Linked DNA regions of Pan troglodytes: region 2 is linked to region 1. Evidence: chromatin contacts called from public Hi-C data. All regions are on one chromosome and are shown on one strand. The core of a region is the stretch at or near the end of the contact, and the rest is flanking DNA. Distances in the headings are between cores, read along the strand shown.

Region 1 (6,947 bases), core at 3,087-5,586:
TTTTTTTCCTGTAAACTGGCAGGTAGATTTTGCACTTGATTAGATTTAGAACCAACTCTTTTGGTAAGAATAGTCCATAGATGGTCTGTCGCCCATGCTGGAGTACAGTGGAGCGATCTCGGCTCACTGCAACCTCTACCTCCCAGGTGCAAGCGATTCTCATGCCTCAGCCTCCTGAGTAGCTGGGATTACAGGTGCCTGCCACCATGCCCAGCTAATTTTCGTATTTTTAGTAGAGGCGGGGTTTCACCATATTGGCCAGGGTGGTCTCAAACTCCTGACCTCAAGGTGATCCACCTGCCTTGGCCTCCCGAAGTGCTGGGATTACAGGCGTGAGCCGTCACACCTGGCCTAAAATATTTTTTTAAAACTACAACAAAAACATCAAAAAAATTATGTGAACTTCCACCAATATGCTACTGGTAACTGATCTTACAAAGAATGGGCACATGGAAAGAACAGAATACTTATTTGTGTATATTGGGTCACAAAGCAGTCATATTTGTTTAAAAAGCTAAATGTGCTTTTTGTTTTTATTTCAGATGATCCTGTACATGCAGCTCCAACCACTTCTACGCGTGTGTTTTATATTAGTGTAGGGGTTTGTTGTGCAGTAATATTTCTCGTAGCAATAATATTAGCTGTTTTGCACCTTCATAGTATGAAAAGGATTGAACTGGATGACAGGTATTGTACATATTTTGGGAAAGAAAAAAAATGAAAGCAGTTATTTGTATATATGTGGGAGCCCATACACATCGATGCACAGTGGTGCAGGGAAAGGAGGGAGGATGATTAAGCCCCAGCCAAAGGAAAAATAAGATGACCTAATCACTGTCTCTGGTTTCTCTGATTTTATTTTTATTTTTTAAAAATTAAGAAGTCAGAAATTAGTTTTTTAGTTGTTGGGGAAGAAGTAGAGAACAAGTATGTTTTTTCTATTCCCTTGGACATGACTCTACCTCAGACCATTGCCTTTTCAAAATAGCCCTGTTTCTTCCTTCTAGATCTTGCCTTCATCATTCTCCCTTTCTCTCTTCCTCCCTCCATCCATCCAGTAAACATGTATTGAGCACCTGCTCTGATTTAAATGATTGGTTCTCAACCTGGTTACACATTAGAGTCAAGGAGAAGCTTTGAAAACATACTGGTATTTGGGTCCACCTTCCAGAGATTTTGATGCAGTTGGTTTGTGGTAGTATTTGGGGATCAGTATTTTTCATAAAGCTTCCTGGATGATTCTAATGTACAGCCAGTTTAAGATATACTGGGTTAGATACTATGCTAAGTGCTGGGAACAGAAAGAAAGAATGATATACTTTATAGTTTCAAGATTTTAATCTTTTACATTAACCTGTAATTATAAAAGTATGTAATTTGATGACTGTGATATGTATAGTAAAGTGTGTGAATACAAAAGGTGCTTGTCCAGCCTCAGTGAGTCAGAGATGACAAGGAGGACATTATAGTCAAGTTAGGGTGAGAGGTACAGATGGAATCATAGGTTTATTTTCCTAACAAACACGTCTTACTTCCCTCCTCTGTGATTCCCAGTTGCTGCCTGAAGACATGCCCCAGCTTTGTGACTTCTTTGAAAGCCCTCCTTTATGTGGAGATGTATCATCCATACTCTTTGAACCTTTTCTCCTCTTATTGCTGTATCCTTACTTGCGCTCCAGTCAAATGATTACTTATTCCTCACTTTCGCCCCACACTTTGCCCTTCAGGACTTTTGTTCATGCTTTCTTCTTCCCACAAGCCTCCATGCATTTTCCACCAGTCCAAACTTCGTCCGTTCTTCAAATTCCAGCTCCATTGCTGTCTCTTTCATGAAGTCTTTTCTAAGCCTCCCAAACACCCCTTTCTCTTTGTCTCTGTCTCTCTCGTAGCAGTTATTGCACTTTTTCTTCTATAATTTTTTGTGTAATTGTCTTACCTTTAGAATGTAAGCTTTTTCCAGTTAGGGAGCAGTGTGTCTTACTCATTGTTGAGTCACCAGTCCTAATTAGTCTTAACATGCAGCTGGGAAGCATATTTGTGGCATAAGAATATGAAGGGGAAGGGAGCTGGATGGATTCAGTACCTGCCCCTTAGTACTCTTTGTCCCCACTGTTTTATTTTCCATTTCTGTGTGGAGAAAGAAGAGAAAAGGGATACGAATGAGAAGGAAGTACGTATATGATTTGTTTCAGAATATGTTTTGTGTACATGATGGTTGGTGAAGTTAGGTTTAGATTTTACAGGGGAAGAAATGGCATTTGGAAGCGATTGAGGGAACATTTTGATAGGACTTTGAGAGAGGATACAGGTAGAGAGGTGACTGAAGAGCATGGCATTTGGAAGTCAGTCTTGATATACCCAGAGAGTTGCGTTTTCCTTGAATGCTTGCATGCGTGCTAGGGCTGTGAGCCCACATAGGCCAGAATTTTGCAATAACTTTCAGATTCCATGGGGCATCTACCTCTGCCTGCTGAAATAATTAGTTACCATCCATGAATTGGTGTTCCAGTTCTCTTTAGTTTTCGGGCAAAAGTTTCCAGACATTACCTGAGTAAAACCAGCTTATATTATCACATGTTTTCAGAGCATAGTCTAGTGGTCAAGAGTATGGACTCTAGAGCCAGACCATCTCTGTTTGAAGCCTGGCTATTCTGTTTACTAGTTTTATGGGCTACATGGATTAAGTTATATAGCCTATGTGTGTCTCAGTTCTCCTCTGTAAAGCAGAAATACACACCTAGTAGGTATGTTGTGAGGTTTTAATGAAATACAGTAAGCTCTTAAAACAGAGCCCTACGTATAGTAAATGGCATTTTATGAAGTTTTTAATAAAGTTGCAATATGCTGGTATGTCCAGAATTGGTTCCTTCTGGTGGGTTCTTGGTCTTGCTGACTTCAAGAATGAAGCCGCGGACTCTCGCGGTGAGTGTTACAGTTCTTAAAGATGGTGTGTCTGGAGTTTGTTCCTTCAGATGTTCAGATGTGTCCGGAGTTTCTTCCCTTCTGGTGGGTTCATGGTCTCACTGACTTCAGGAGTGAAGCCACAGACCTTCGCAGTGAGTGTTATAGCTCTTAAAGGTGGTGCATCCGGAGTGGTTCGTTCCTCCTGGTGGGTTCGTGGTCTCACTGGCTTTAGGAGTGAAGCTGCAGACCTTCGCAGTGTTACAGCTCATAATGGTAGTGCAGACCCAAAGAGTGAGCAGCAGCAAGATTTATTGTGAAGAGCGAAAGAACAAAGCTTCCACGGCGTGGAAGGGGACCCAAGCAGGTTGCCGCTGCTGGCTTCGGTGGCCTGCTTTTTTTCCCTTATTTGGCCCCACCCACATCCTGCTGATTGGTCCATTTTACAGAGAGCTGATTGGCCCATTTTACAGAGTGCTGATTGGTCCGTTTTACAGAGTGCTGATTGGTCTGTTTTTACAGAGTGCTGATTGGTGCATTTACAAACCTTTAGCTAGACACTGCGCTGATTGGTGCATTTACAATTCTTTAACTAGGCAGAAAAGTTCTCAAAGTCCCCTACCTGATCAGCTAGACACAGACCACTGATTGGTGCATTCACAAACCTTTAGCTAGACACAGAGTGCCGTTTGGTGCATTTACAATCCTTTAGCTAGACAGAAAAGTTCTCCAAGTCCCCACCCGACCCAGAAGCCCAGCCAGCTTCACCTCTCACTGATAGTGATGGACAAAGTTCTTCTGCCCTTTCCTGTCCTATTAACAATTATTTATTACCTGCCAGGCAAGCTAACAATGGTGACCAGAAAGCTCACATCCAGTTATCCAACAGCATTTAAGAGATATCTGCTGCTTCTCTCTCTGCATAGGGGCCACTGGGATTACCATTTATTGAGTGTTTTCTGTTTACCAGTACTGTACCAGGTACTTTATATGTATTATCTTAACACAGCCACCTAGAAATAGGCTTGAAGAGATTAAATAACTTTTTCAGGATTGCTCTTCTAGGAGCAGGGCAGAGCAGGCGGGACTCAGTGTTGTAATAGCTATGTGTTAATAATCCACTATTGTCATTGTATAAAACACTTGCTGTGTGCCAGGCACTGTTCCCTGTGCTTTACATTCATGAACTCCGTTAATCCTCACACAGTCTGGTGAGGTTAGATGGAGCCCATGGCTCCGTGGAATTCATTAGAAAGGGATGGTAGTATTCTTCCATTCCAGGCACTTAGGAGCCACTGCTTGTTATAAACAGATCTCATTAGAGGCAGAGAATTAACACTGCCTGAGATGTGCTCATGCCAGGGCAGTTGGAGCTCATGTGTGTGGCTTTCCCTCTCTCAACACTGCAAATTGATCTTTTCAGTCTCTTTGTTATGCCTGATGAGTCTGTCCTGGATAGGCAGAGCTTCTCTTTACATTCACCCTGAAGTCCTGCAGAGGGGTTGGTCTGCAGCGTGTCTCTACTGTAGTCTTTCCCTGTTAGTTTGTGACTGTAGGAAAGTTTATTACTCCTTTGTGGGATGCTTGAACTTGTCATCTGGCAGCATCTTAATTTTTCTCTTCCAGTTTCCATTATCCCCACCACCGCCCCCATGCCATTACTGGTGACAGAGTTTACCTTTAAAATCTTTGATTTTATATTTAATGCCTAACTGTCTGACACATAGTAAAATACTCAGTAACTATTTGGTTGAATAACCAGTGAATAGAGGGAGGAAAAAAACCATTTTGTTTTACCAATCATTCTTTGCTTTTTTCACAACAGTTTGTGTCAGAAATGACCATTCTGTCTGGTTTATGTTTTCTGTCCCAGGGAAGCATGGTTTTCTCTGTTCATTGATTGACTCAGTGTTAGTTGAGCTGTCACTGGGGCTCACTCTGGCCCACTTGCGGCTTATTGTGCCAGGTACTGGCATAAGTGCTGGGGAAGGAGAGGTGAATAAACAGGCACTTGTCCTGCCTTTGTGGAGTTTATAGTCTGGTTGGGTGAGACAGATATTAAACAAAAAAAATCCTTACTGGAATGTAGAGGTCACAGTCTTTGTCTGTTGCATTCATTGCTGTATCTCTAGCACCCAGTACAGTACCTGACATGTAGTAGATACTTAATAAATATTTGTGGAATGAATGGATGAAGTGGAGTTACAGAGAAAAATAGAAAAGTACAAATTGTTGTAAGTGTTTTGAAGGAAAATTATGATCTTTCCCAAAGTTCTGACTTCATTCTAAGACAGGGTTAGTATCTCCATACATAATTTTACTTGCTTTTGAAAATCAAATGAGATAATCTATTTAGATTGATAATTTATTTAGACTGGCTATAAACTATTAAGTGCTAGCAAATATACATTTTAATCTCATTTTCCACCTCTTGTGATATAGCTATGTAGGTGTTGACTTTAATGGATGTCAGGGGTAGGTCCCTAATTGCTTCTTGCTTCTCTCATAACAGTAAGTCTTGGATTCAAAAAAAAATTTCGTTCTGACCACTTAGCATAGTGCTTTGCTTATTTTAGGGACCCACTTAATATCTGTTGAGGGAATGAAAAATTGACATAGATGTCCCTGTAACGCCTTTGTGTGCCTACAGTCTTTTCAAAAATTCTGAGGTAGCACAAGAGTGCCACCTACCGTTAAGTTAATGGAGAGACTGTGTCTGTGCACTTAGTCATCAGTGATGTTGGTTGCAGATAATACTTAAGAAGTACTTTCACATATCTCATACAATTTGAGCCTCACAAAAATCCTGTGAGGTAGATTATCTTAATCCCATTTATTTCCTCCCCTTTTGAGGATGGTAATGCTCCTCTTCCCTCCCCATTATTGAAGTCTGGACTTCTAACAGCTTTGATATCTGGTTTGATTTTTGAGTGGTACTCAACTGTAAAACAGAGTCCTGTAATTCCTTTTTGTTCTAACGACTGGAGATGCATAATATTCACATAATTAATATAACTATAGTAGTATACTATAAATTAGTAACAATAATTTATAAAGATATGTTTGAGGGCCAGGCAATAAATGCTTTACTTATTTTTCATGTAATCGTTTTAGCAATCTTATCAGAGGATAGTGTTATGCACACTCTGTCCACAGGGAATTTGAGGTTCCAGAGGATTAAATAGTTTGTCCTAGGCCGTACAACTAGTAATCGATGATACTGGCAGTTCTGACTTCACGGTTTATGCTCTTCATCTCTTTTCTATATTGACCTATACCCACTGCATTATAAACTCATATAGATCAATTCTGTAATAACGTTGAGCCAAAGAAGCTCTTCCAGCATTCTGACCAGATGATAGCCTAATGAATCTTTATTATAGTCTCTTTGAGTTGCAAAGTATCTTCGCAGAGTTGCTGGGGAAACAGGGCTAACTGCAGCATCACAAGAAGAAGTATCAGGTTGGTGCAGTAATTGCAGTTTTTGTCATTAAAAGCAATGGCATTAAAAGCAATGACAAAAACTGCAATTTGCAATTACTTTTGCACCAATCTAATAGATAACCTAAAATGATGGACATCTTCAGGGAAGGCATGCTGGGGGGGCATTTCATTAGGCAAACATGTATCTTGAGATCTATGGTTGTGCTGAGCAGAATGGTTTGCATATTATAAGTGCTCTCCAAATGTTTATTGCAGGACATTTCTATCTTAATTTTTGCTATGACTTTCTACAGATGTTTGGTTACAATAGCAGATAGTAGTATATTGTATTATTAGCCATAGAAAGGCTACATAAAGACTTACAGTCCTCATTGCCTGGATGTTATATATTTACATTTTTCAGATTTGTGTATGGGCTCTTGAAATTGATAAACATTCATATATAAATGTTATAGATTACATAGCAGCCGTGTGTGTGTGTGTGTGTGTGTGTGTGTGTGTGTGTGTGTGTGTGTGTTTTGTTTCAGAGACAGGGTCTCACTATGTTGCCCAGGCTGGCGTCAAACTCCTGGACTAAAGTGATCTGCCTAACAGCCTTCCAA
Region 2 (6,947 bases), core at 3,013-5,512, 180 kb before region 1:
AGTGAATGCAAGGTGTTTTCCCACGCCAATGATATAAGGCTGTTTATGTTAAAGATGGTATCTCTTTAAAGACCACGTGAAAGCCCAGCAGAGGCTGAAATGGGAGGAAAGCGCAGAAACACAACTGGAGCCATGAGTCCATTCTTGGAGAGGTCTGAGAGACACCTGTCCCAGGATGAAATCCTGTCCCAAACATCTCTTCCCCTCCCCTTCCCCTCACCCCCAACCTCAGACCCAAGACCCACCTAGGGAGCCCTGGGCTGAGCTGACCCCAGCAACTGGAGATGTGACTCACTAGGGGGCACTCTTCCATCACACTGGCCCTGCCCCAGCAGGCACAAACCCTGCCCTAGGCCCTTCCCTGCAAACTCAGGGGCCTCTTCACATTCCCTGCTGCCTCTTGCCAAGAGCAGAGGATCTTTCCAGGCAGCAATGGCACATCCACCAAATCAGTATTCACTCAGTATAAGGTAGCTTTGCAGAAAAGGCAGGTGTCTGGGGTTACATTGATATTTCAAAATGGTCTTCCTTTATTCACCGGCCAGAATGTGCCCATTCTTAGATCCCCACCCTATTCTTTCCCAGTCTGATGGCTACCCACACAAAAATATACTCAAGTGTGCGCTCCTGCAGTTCATCTATGTATTCACCAATATCCAGACACGTCTTCCATGCAGGACTGGAAATTGTGAAGGCTCTGGGCAGTTACAAACCCTAGAAAAAGGGGAGGAAGTGGGAGCATTGTTCAGAGCTCCCTGCCCATTGTGTAACCTCACCATTCACAGGAATCCTCTTAGCCCTGGGCTGGCAGGGGCACCAGAAAGAAGCAAAGGGCCACAGAGGAAGGCCAGGGGCTCAAGGAATGTGTGCAGTTTGGAGAGGCAGGGCTTCTTCTTCTTCTTCTTCTTTTTTTTTTAAACAGAGTCTCACCTGTCACCTAGGCTGGAGTGCAATGGAGCTATCTGAAGTCACTGCAACCTCTGCCTTCTGGATTCAAGCTATTCTCCTGCCTCAGCTTCCTGAGCTAGGATTGCAGGCGTCCGCCACCATGCCTGGCTAATTTTTGTATTTTTAGTAGAAACAGGGTTTCGCCATGTCGGCCAGTCTGGTCTCGAACTCCTGACCTCAGGTGAACCACCTGCCTTGGCCTCCCAAAGTGCTGGGATTACAGGCGTGAGCCACCGCACCTGGCTGCTTCTTCATTTTTTTAGGACAACATCCTCTTACTTAAACCATTGTGGGGCTAATTTCATAAATCTCCAACTCTGGAGGATTTAACCCCCAAAGACACAGACCCCATGAGGCCCTTTGTGCTTAATGGAGATTCCAGACCTGAAGCATGAGGGTGAAAGGGAGAGGGGGAAGCAGTGGAAGGAGAAGACTTGGGGGAGAAAACCTAGAGGCAGTGATGAAGGGAGGGGAGGAGAAAGGGGTGAAGGGGGGACAGGGGTTTGCAGAAGGACAAAGAGAAGAAAGTCCCCCACTTGGGTGTTCTTCTGTTCTTGGAACTGGAGCACTGGAACTTCCATCCTAATGTTCAGATTCTTCCTATGAATTTGCTTCATGCTCCAGATTCCAGTAGGTTTCCTGTTCCCATAACCTGTCAGAGGGAGTGTTCAGGGGAAGCTGGAAAAGTGAATTTCACAACTGACAGTCATCCTTTGATCTTGCCACCTGCACCCTGGAGCTCTCCTCCACTAAGCAACCATTTGGGAAGTAAGGGGAACATTTCCTTCCCAGCTCCATGGGAGGAGGCTGCTAGGGTCCCACCAAGAACTCACTTTCATGTTCTGGTTGGGTGCAGTGGGATGCAGCTGCAGGGCCAGACTGAGGCCATAAAACAGGCACAGACCCAGACCGGGGCTAAGGAGAGGCGATGGTGTGGGTGCCTGGATCCCTTGCTAAGCCCTGTACACACCTATGATGCAGCCACACCCCAAGGAGCTACACTTCCCAGAGCAAAGGCCTCCAGCCTGGCTTACTCTGAGAATTAGGTCACCTCTGCATCTTTCCTGGATAGGATTCCTGACCCAGCCAGCCACATTGTCATCTGGGAAGAATCATAACCTGTAGGAGGAAGAGAGGAGGTAAAGGAGAATGGGACAAAGTAGATTGAGACAAAGGTGGAAGAAGAAAGCACCGGCTCACTAAGAGAGCCTCTCTCGCCTCTGCTGTAAGTGAAGATTCATATGCAAGCAGGCTGGCCGGCCCAGTGTCCGCTGTGCACATCTGCCTCTGGCACATCTGAACAGTGGTCACCTTCTCCACCAACTACCCTGCAGAGCTGGGGTGGCCGCCAGCTTAGGCAGGCTCCACCGCAGGCCATGCCTGACAGATCTTGCCTTCTGTTCTTTCTGCAGAGAGAAAGGGAAAGGAAAAATAAAAGTACATGCACATTTCTCATTTAGGTTTTGGGATCCCTCTCCCGCTTCTGTCCCTTTGGGGACAGAAATTAGCAATCATGGGGGCCTGTGTGGCTCTGCAGCAGGCTTGTCCACTCCAAGATGTACCTCCTTCACCCTAGCTGCCTTGAACTGACGCCTTTCTGCAACCATCTCAAGAATATTTGTCAAACATTTTGTCAGGTATCCTCCCAAATGCCTGAAAGACAGGACTGTACCATGTGGTCTTTCTCCCCGATTTTACAACCCCAGAGTGCACATGTCCACAACCACTCCCCTGCCTCCACCAATTACGCTGTCCATAAGGTAAGGCCACTCAGAGACCTCTTTCCTTTCACTTCTAAAATTCCTACCTACAGTGGTATACTGATCACAGCTTCTCTTCGTAAGGGGATCCTTGGAAAGACAAATATCCTGTAGCTTGGCACAAATGATCCATTTGCTCAATCATCTCAGATCCAATCACTGTTTGAAACACAGTATTTGACTTCCAAGTAAAACACACACGCGCGCGCACACACACACACTTTTTGTGAGTTTTATTAAAAATTAACAATGTCCCTGGCAATTAAGCTTGCAGAATTTCCTTGTCCTTGTTTCCCTCCAGTGAATTTGGGACTTGCAAACTCCATGCCGATGGGAGGACCCAGCCAGGGGTAGAAATCAGCCCTGACTCTCCAGGTGGACAGGGGCCTGACTGCCCCCACCTCACCCCAACTGACTTGTAGAGAGGGCTTGTGTGGTGGGGAACGGGGACAGCATGTGTCAGAGCAGGCTTTCTGAAGAAGGGGTTTCCATCTAGCAGTGGAAGTGTCCTGGGGGCAGAGGAGAGGATTCCATGCAGGAGCCACAGAAGTGGGCACAGGGGAAAGCCCCTGGCTGGCAGGGGTGTACGGGGAGGTAAAGAAGAGACTAAAGCAAGGACAGGGTAAGTGGAGAGAGGAGGGCTCCCAGTGTCTGCCCTGTCCATCTAGGGAGCCTGGATTCTGATAGCCAGGGAGGGGTTTTGGGAATGAGAAACCAAGCAGCCCAGTGGTTGATTACCTGGTTCTCACTGTGTGTGACTCTGGGCACGCTGCTTAAGCTCTCTGAGCCCTGGTGTCCTCATTTACAACACAGGGATGATAACAGAACTCCGTTGGAGGGTGCTTGGCAGGGCTGAATCGGATGACTGGGAGAAAAGCCAGCGGTGGCACACCTTGCACTCTGCGTAAAGGGGCACCTATTATCACCTTGGGGAAGAATTGGACAGAGCGCCTGGCGGCGGGTGATTCAGTTGGGTAGGTGGGTCAAATTGACCGGATCTTCCAACCCAGATTCACACTTCCTGTGGAGACGGTCGTAAAATAGCTGGCGAAGGTGTTTGTAAACAAAAGTGCATTCAAAGGTTGCCGCTGGGGGTGAAAACAGCGGGGGTTAGGGGAAAGAGGCTCTGTGGCTGGAAGCATTCACTTAGCCCGGGGCACTGTCCCAGCCCAGAGGATATGGATGTCTTTGCAGTCCCTCCTCCCTTTCCCCCCTCCCCCAGTACACACACACACACACACACACACACACACACACACACACAGCCGGAGCCCCCTCCCGCAGCAACCCCAGGACACGCGTGGTACAGCCCTTGCTGTCGTCCCGTCGATGGGTTTAGGGATGAAGGGTGAGAGCGGGTCGGCGACTGGGAGTGGAGGCGATAATGGGCAGAGTTGGATTAAATTGTCTCCAGCAGCTCCGAAGGCAAAGCAGGGGGCAGGGGCGGACACACCGCGGCCTGGAGGGCGCTGGGCGCAGAGGAACGGAGCTCGGGGGCCGGGCCGGCGCTCGGCCAGCAGCGCCGCCTCCCCGGAGGAAGGCGGGGGCCGGGAGGAGGGAGCGGGAGAAGGCGGAGGGCGGAGGAGGGCGGCGCGCTGAGAGGTTATTTGTGGTTCGCTTTGATCCCGAGGGGGAACCTGAAACTCTCACATTCCTGGCATAGCAGCCGCCTCCGGCGCGGGCCGACCCTGGGGCTGCGCGCTGGGGCGCGAACAGCCAGAGCGTCGGCGCCACGGCCGAGAACACATCTTCGCCGCCGAGCTGAGCTGGGCCGAGCCGGAGGTTGGGGTGTCTGACTGCGCTGGGCACCCTCGGGCCGCAGCGGTAAGGAAGGCCGCTCGGCGCTCGGGAGAGCGCGCGAGGCCACAGAAACGTGCCCCAGCCAAAGCTGGAGTCTCGACGCAACCCGGCCTTTTCTGGGAGTCGGAGCCTCGAGGATCGAGCGTCCTCGGGGCGCAGTGCGCCCTTTCGAGGCAGCCTCAGTGCCTGGCAAGGGCCGCTCTGCCCAGGGAGCCCAGCGCGCTGGGCTTTGCGGGGCTCTAGAAACGCGCGGGTCTCTTGGGGCTGGGGGAGAGGGGAGAGGGCCGACTCCGGAGACAACAGCCAGAGTGTTTCGGGTTGCAGGTCGGCGGGGGTGGGGGTGGCGGGGGACAGGGATGGAGGCGCCGCTTGGAGCTCAAGTTGCAGGGTCCTGCGGGCTGATTTGGTTAGGTGGGGGTTACAGGTGCCTTTGCCTCCAACTAGTCCAAGAATTCCTCTTTGTCTTCCTTGGAAAATCCTCTCTGGAGCCACGAATTGGCTCTCACTTAGAAAGAATGCAGCCTGCTGTCCAGCCCGGTGACGTCAGCGTTAGAGTATTTGGAAAACAAAGAGGGCTCGAGAGGGAGGGAGGCGGACCCGCGATGCTTAAAGACCTCTCCGGGCCTCGGGCTACCCTCACCGGCTCGCCCCAGGCGTACCAGCGGCCACCGGAGCCGCCCGGGCTCGTGGTGGGGCGGGAGCCCTGGCTGGGGTGCCAGAGTCTCCTAGCTTGGAGACTGTCTTTGGTTCCTTAGGCGAGCAGGAGCCCAGGCCAAGGCTGGAGACGCGCGCTGGCTTAGAAAGGCGGCCTTCAGAGAGCGCAGCGGGCGAGTGCAGCAGAGGTTCGCGGCCGGGGGCGCGGAAGCAGGTTTTTGTAAAGGCCCAGGCGTTTGATGTCTGAAAGGACGTGAATCTGAGGGGCTTGGCCGGGACAAATTCGCGATGAGAGGCCTTGGAGGTGTTCCTTGCTCCCAATCCGGGCACACTATGGAGCGCCTGGAATCTGTCAGGAAGGCTCCGCATTCCTTCCTGCCGCTCCCCTGCCTTCTCTGTGGGAGTCGGCCCAGAGAGTGATTATCTTAGGAAATGCCCGCAGATAAAACTCCAGGGCGAACTGAATCCCATACGAATTGAATCCCATTTGCTTGCTTTGCCTCGGGTAACTCTGGAGTCTTGCATATCTACCCCTCGTTGTGTGTGGGGGCGCATGACTGGGTGCCAGGAAGGATGGGTACAGAGGTGCCCTCCAGACTCATCCCCCACTCCCCAGCTCTGGGCAGCTGGAGTACTGGGGTGGGGAGAGGGAAAAGATCGGGAATGGCTGCTCTGCCAACATGCCATAGCCCAAACTGAAGCAGGACACTAAGGCTAGTTTAGTGGCAGAGGAGGGGCCACATTCCTCCCACCCACCCCCCCCCCAACCCCTGCCCATACACACAGGACCTGTGGCAGTGTGGATTCTGTTTAGTTTTCCCTGGATCCCAGTTTGGAGATTTGTGTTGGAAGAGGCTGTGGAAAGGAAGCTGGGTGAGAGAGGCAGGCAGATTTCCAGTCCATGAACCACTGGGAGCCCAGGCTTAGAAGGGAACTCCTTTCTCCGATATAATCTCCCAGCACTTTAGGCTCACAGTCCCCTCTCCCCTGCCCCAGGTCTCTCAACCAACAGCCTCCCCTTACTTCTCCAGTTGGCCCAAGTCAAGATGGGCTTCCTTGACACTGATGTCAAGAAAGATGCTGAGTGCCCATCCCTTATGTGCCTAGAGGACCAGTGGGGGCTTTTCCAAGTAGCAAGTGTGTGTGTGTGTGTGTGTGTGTGTGTGTGTGTGTGTGTGTGTGTGTGTGTTGGGGAGGATAATCATAAAATCAAAGACATCATGCCATCCTTTCTTTTTCCTGGAGCTCTCTTGCAGTTACTGTCAGCACAAAGACTGACCCACTAACCTTAATGGGTGGCACCTTTTTGCCTCATCTTACAAAACCATTGTCCTCTTGGAGCATTTTTATTCATCCTTTATTCACCAATTCAGGTGCAATTCCTCCTTCTTCCTGTTCACCTTGCAGAATGACTGCCAAGGTCATCCCATGACAGGGAGCCCCAGATTCATTCTGTCAGCAGCGCTTGATGAAGCAGAGCCCAAGCCCATCCTCCAGGAGTTCTCTGGTTCAGGGAGAGTGGGAAAAGTGGCCAGGGGTTCAGCGGGCTAGAGGGTGGTAGGTTGACTGTGCCAAGGCTCTGGGATGCCTCAGTCTAGAGGGTGGTAGGTTGACTGTGCCAAGGCTGGGCTCTGGCATGCCTCAGTCTAGAGGGTCCTGGGGGCCTTTCGCCTAGGGCTTCTACTGGACTGCATGCATTCTTTATCACCTGCCAATAAATTGGGGCCCCATCCACCCCTAGACTGAATAGCTAAGTGGTTAGATCTGAACTAGGCCTGCCTTAGA

The links. Hi-C and Micro-C count contacts between places; a contact is called where the count stands out from the background.
Region 2: a contact with region 1 is called in a Hi-C map of stem cell-derived neural progenitor cells, with 2.6 times the contacts expected there. The contact joins the promoter of AMOTL2 here to the enhancer-like site in region 1. A contact is called at or near these places in 2 of 7 Hi-C or Micro-C datasets (induced pluripotent stem cells and stem cell-derived neural progenitor cells).

What each region holds. Positions count from the first base shown.
Region 1 is chr2:137,436,795-137,443,741 of NHGRI_mPanTro3-v2.0_pri, reverse strand. RYK (receptor like tyrosine kinase) reads left to right here. Exons shown (of 18, transcript XR_008547108.2): 6 at 543-687. Among named protein-coding and RNA genes, the nearest start is that of RYK, 51 kb to the left of the region's middle. Within about 2 kb of position 4,336, at least 7 of the 24 cell types and tissues checked have an H3K27ac peak or open chromatin away from gene starts, as enhancers often do. A contact at or near this core is called in induced pluripotent stem cells and stem cell-derived neural progenitor cells, where this site is marked.
Region 2 is chr2:137,613,236-137,620,182 of NHGRI_mPanTro3-v2.0_pri, reverse strand. AMOTL2 (angiomotin like 2) reads left to right here and starts at 4,262. Exons shown (of 10, transcript XM_003310039.6): 1 at 4,262-4,532.